2 separate regions of the Zea mays genome follow, and region 2 is linked to region 1. Evidence: chromatin contacts called from public Hi-C data. All regions are on one chromosome and are shown on one strand. The core of a region is the stretch at or near the end of the contact, and the rest is flanking DNA. Distances in the headings are between cores, read along the strand shown. Region 1 holds the start of LOC103635582 (cytosolic endo-beta-N-acetylglucosaminidase 1). Region 2 holds the start of LOC778431 (proline responding1).

Region 1 (2,737 bases), core at 142-2,641:
GTTCAACCCATCGACAACTCATGAAAATTGATCACTATTATGTCGCTTTTCAATTTTGGTTCAGCCCATCGACAAAGAGTATTTGCTTTTACGCCCCGTTTATTGGAATTGAACTCCATTCTAATAATAGTAATTTAGAAATATATCAATTAAGCTAATTTAGTTTTATACAAAATATATTTGTATACTATTATTAGCAAAATGTCGGAGATATTTATGTGTTACATTTTTACTATAGAGGAGTGAGTCGACGAGTGTCTTGTAAGTTACAGAGTAGAAACAAATTCTACTTATCCATAAAATCATTTCCCATCCTGCATCCCATGAATTTGAGATATACTTATATCTGAACTTTGGAAGTGGTGGAATGTTAAATTCCAAGCTAGATAGGTTACTTTATTAGGTGAATTCCAATTTCTCTAAAATGAAGGGATGCAAACACCTTATTATAGAAAATCGAAATCAGAATTTTAGTTGCTAGTAAGACTCATATGTTCACCAGAATACAGACCCTTCGACGAATTAGGTCAAAAGGCTAAGACTCATAATAAATTCGTAAATAAAAATGGTAAAAAGGAGCGATTTTAGAGTCTGTTTGGTTTGTTGCCTCACTTGCCACAATTTATCACGTTTAAGGTTAGATAAGTTTGACCGAGTTTGACATGTGTTTGGTTTATAGCCACAATTATGACAAGATTTTTCTTCTACCGCGTTAGCGCCTAACCTTAGATTGATGTGGCAAAAAATATTTGGTAATTTTTGGCGCTTTAGGCCTTGTTTGGGAGAGCTACACTTCAAGAATTTCTAGTTTATTTCAGCTTCTTCTATCAAACATGTTCATCTCCATGAGCGTTAGCTTAAAAAAACTGAAACTAGAGGCAAGTTTCATGAAATTTTTAAAGCTCCCCAAATGACGCTTCAAAAACACTATTTTTTATACCTCCTCATAAAGTTGCACAAAAAATACCCATCATGCTATTGGTTACATGACCTAGTGATTCATGTCTCTTCCTCCACTCTCTAAACATCAAGGGTAATTAAGAAAATTCACACAAATTAATTGTATTACAGAAGCTGGAGTCTACGTACAAGCCAAACACTCTTGAAACCCGCTTTACCAATCTGTTGAGATTGTTTTATGTTGAAGCTAGGAAACTGAAGCTACAATTCTTGAAGTGAAATCTTCCCAAATAGAGCCTTAAAGTATACCACCAAACAGCTCCTTAGTCCACCATAATAGGTCCGGCCCAAAGAAATGGTTTGAAAGCCCAATTGAGAAGGAAAAAAAGGAATTCCAACAAAAATTCAAATCCCAGGCTGCGGGCTGTCAGCTGGCCCAAGAGTCAGCAGAAGTCAACGATATGCCCACGGGCGGCCACACGATCACACGCTGCCACTTGCCCACTTCCAGGCTTCCAGCTCCAGCTGCGGAATTACTGCCTTCCCTTTCCCTTTGCCCGCACTCAAGGGAGCGAGGTACCATCAACGCCGGGCCGGCGCATGCCCGTCTCTCCGCGCCGCCACCTCCGCCGTATTGCCCGTCGTGTCCGAGCCATGCTTCCCTTCGCCGCGGAGCCGGAGGTGTCCGACGGAGACGCTGCCGCGGGCGCCGACCGCCGCGCGTGGGAGCCGCCCTTCGACGCGTCCTCGCCCGCGCCGCCCATGTCCTACCCGATCACGGGCCTCGCCGCGCTCGCCTCTCGCGCTTACCTGTCCGCCGAAGCCAACTTCCACCTCCCCTTCAACAGGGCTTCCGTTCCCGCGCCAGCCTCGCCGCTCCCGCAGCGCCGCCGCGTCCTCGTCTGCCACGACATGGAAGGCGGATACCGCAACGACGCGGCACCGCAGGGCGGGGACAAGCCGGACGCCTACGCGCTCTGGCACTGGCACCTCGTCGACGTCTTCGTCTACTTCTCGCACTACCTCGTCACGCTCCCGCCACCCTGCTGGATCAACGCCGCCCACCTTCACGGCGTCAAGGTTTTGGAATTGTTTCTACTCCGTTTGCTTCGGCTCTTGACTCACTCAGCTCAACTGAACTTGCTTTTATCTCTCTTATCTTTGTACCAAGGTTTTAGGGACGTTCATCGCGGAGTGGGATGAGGGCGTGAAGATTTGCAAGGAGATGCTCGCGACCGAGGCTTCTGCACAGATGTATGCGGAAAGGCTCACAGAGCTGGCTCATACCTTGGGATTTGATGGTTGGCTGGTAATTTCTGTTATGCCATCTTGTGATTGCTGGATACATGCCTGCTGCTAAATGCTAATATTGAATCGTCTTTCAGATTAACATTGAGGTCAATCTTGACGTTCACTTCATCGATAACCTGAAAGAGTTCGTCAAGCATCTAACCATGACAATGCACGATGCAGTTCCTGGCTCTTTAGTCATATGGTGGTGTTTATTTTTCCTACTGTGTTGTATTGTAACTATGAAAATCACAGGCTGTAGTTATCATTTATGAAGCTTGGTTGATGATGCTTGTTGGCTTTTACTTGCCTCTGCAGGTATGACGCAATCACTGTGAATGGTGACCTTGATTGGCAGGATAAGCTCAACAAGTACAATAAGCCATTCTTTGATGTATGTGATGGGCTATTTTCTAACTATACATGGAAGGTAGTCCTCTCTTGTTATTTTATTTTCCCTGCAACTCTGTGGAGTCACTTAAAATTGTAAGTAATGCTGCTGAAATTGGCATCGCAACCTCAGGAAAATGACCCACAAGATTCAGCT
Region 2 (2,737 bases), core at 114-2,613, 290 kb before region 1:
TATGGACAAGGCACCGAACTAATGACAAATTTCCATATCAAGTTCACAAACACACTTGGGTAAATAGCATATCATAAAGAGCCATGAGGCCACTCTGACCAACAGCAGCGCAAGCCTTTCCATCCAGCTCCATCTGTGGCTTTTGCAGATCAGCAAAGCTGCTATTGACAAGCTTCCTGTACTTGAGCCTCTGCTTCCCCACACCAACAGCACCTGAGGTCACAAGGATCACCTCGTATCCTAAGACATTCAGCTCTTTTACCTGCATTGCCAAGAATCTTCCCAGACTTACACTAGTTGATATAACATTATGAAAGTTTTAATTAGGATTGATACCTGCTCACAAAGACACCCCAACCGGCCCACAGCCAGTCGCCCATCATCACCCCTCGTGACGACTGCAGTGCCCACCTGTCACGAAAAAAGGTAAGAATCAGCTGTAATCAAAATCAAAAGGAGATCCAAATTAATTCCTGAGTCCTGACAGATGTGTAACTCTCAGAACTTGCCAAACGTATGGTGGTGGGGTGGGATAGCACACTGGTGTTGTCAAGCTCAGCACAAGTTTCCCCTCCCACCCCGCAAAACTACCCCCCCCCCCCCCCCCCCCCCCGCGTCCCGGGGAGCATTACTTCTCTTTCCCTTTGCCCGTACAAATTCATAGATAAACTAACCCAGGTAAAAAGAACAGAGAACAAACAATAAGGGAATTCGAACGAGTTGATTCGCATGCGAAAGAAGAACACATCAGAATTCAGACAAGATGGCTTCTGCCTTCTATGCGCATTTCCCATCTGATAGAAATCATATAGCAAACTAAGATTAGGACATCCGAATTCAAACATTGGAGTCAACGTATGAACTTACACCACCAACCCGTCAACTCGACTATAAGGGTAGAAGCAAAATATAAAACCCAAACAAAACCCTGCTACCTCACAACTTACTCAGACGAAGAGGCTCGACGAAGAGAACCCAAAATCGAACAAGGTTATTCAAGAATTATTCACGCCATACAAAAACACGATTAGAAAACACAGCATAATATGAACAACACAATGCAAATAGCACCAAACAAATCGCGGTTTGGATCTAAAACAACACGCCAATCGTACGATTCAATCACCTTGATGATGACGCGTTTGACGTCCTTCATGAAAGTCCGGGTCCGGTCCGCGGTGGCCATGGCCGCCGCCAACGCTTTTAGATCGACGCCGCTCTTGGTCCTCCGTCTCCTCTCCCTATCAGCCTCCGCCTCTCTTGTCCGTTTTCCTTGCGGGGGCAGCTCTATCGTCACCTCGTCGCCGCAATCGCCAGGAAGGCGGATGAGAGAGGAGAGGGTTTTTGAAGTGGTGAGACGGACTGGGTGAGGGAACAAAAATGGCAACAACCTACCTCAGTCAGGATCCCGTGTGCCTGCGGCGGCGGCAGTCGAGTTGAGTTTATCTGTTCGGGACCTCGGGTGAGAAATCAACGGATGACGATAATCGGGGCCTCGGGGGAGCAACCGGATCCATCGGATCTGCGATGAATCTTGGGCGCGCGTATTAGGTGTACGAGGAGGCAAACTATTTTAGGGGTGAATACGCTAGAGGGTAAAATTAGCTAAATATATTCAAACATCATATCTAATTCAGCTATTAATTATTTTTAGTAATTAGCTACTAGTTAGCTACTTAGCTAGCTATTTATTATCTAGCTAATTTCACTATTGGAAGGTATTTGAATGCACTAGAGATAATAGTTAGTGTCTAAAATTAGTTGGAGACATCTAAACACCCTAACTAATAGTTCAACTATTAGTTATTTTTAGTAAATTAGTTAATAGTTAGTTATCAATTTATTATCTAGTTAATTATACTAGCAATTTTTAGCCAACTAACTATTAGTTCTATTGCATTCAAACATCCTCTTAATTTTTTAACAACTAATTATTAGCTCTATTACTTTCAAACACTCCTTGGTAAAAACTTAAAACAAAATGTTGGAAATAAAAGTATCGGTAAATTTAGTCTGTTTTGAATAATTTTTACTCTTTTAATTTAAAAGCTGATTTTTTTATAAGACTTGGTTTGTGGTTATTGCTTTTTTGTTATTGTTTTATATAATACGGACTTTTAGTTTGCTAGCATACCAAAGGCCACAAAAACTTCTCGAATCCTGATTTTATAATGTCAGTGCATTGCGATGACACACATTCTTGTTGCTATAGGATTGTCGAACGTAAATGGAAGAGATCTCATCTGTAACGATCCTTCTAGTCGTCGATCAGGACGAACAAACGAGATTAGAGGATGATTAGTTAAATTAAGCGAGGTGGATTGATTACAAAGAAATATAAAGCTTTTTAAAAGTGTTGACGCTCGACGAAAATTGATGCTTTATATAGTAAATATTAGTTTCTTAAGCGAGCTTGACTACTAGATTGTTTGTTTCGGCTTTACCTTAATAAAAACTAGCAACAAATAGAAACAAACAAATCATTCACTAAAAAATATAGGGACTTTTAACACCTTCTATCCTCTTCTTCATCTACTATATAAAAGCACTGGTTCACGCATTCACACCCAACTAACAAACATAAACACACATTTTGTGTTTTATTAAAAGAAAGTCTATCCATGTGATATATAGAAACAGTAGTAATACACCGGCATATGACTGTAGTCGTGCATAGGCATATGATTAGTCTCTTCTATATAAAAGCACTAGTTTCTAGTGTTCCCACAGGTGTCAC

The links. A called contact is a pair of places that touch in the nucleus more often than the background predicts.
Region 2: a contact with region 1 is called in a Hi-C map of tassel, with 2.8 times the contacts expected there. The contact joins the promoter of LOC778431 here to the promoter of LOC103635582 in region 1. A contact is called at or near these places in 2 of 25 Hi-C or Micro-C datasets (ear and tassel).

The regions. Positions count from the first base shown.
Region 1 is chr8:97,153,260-97,155,996 of Zm-B73-REFERENCE-NAM-5.0, reverse strand. It overlaps LOC103635582 (cytosolic endo-beta-N-acetylglucosaminidase 1), which reads left to right and starts at 1,391. Exons shown (of 11, transcript XM_008657996.2): 1 at 1,391-1,980; 2 at 2,072-2,209; 3 at 2,286-2,395; 4 at 2,509-2,620; 5 at 2,714-2,737. The coding sequence starts at 1,501.
Region 2 is chr8:97,447,491-97,450,227 of Zm-B73-REFERENCE-NAM-5.0, reverse strand. LOC778431 (proline responding1) reads right to left here and starts at 1,363. Exons shown (of 20, transcript NM_001319696.1): 1 at 1,127-1,363; 2 at 337-411; 3 at 56-262. The coding sequence starts at 1,186.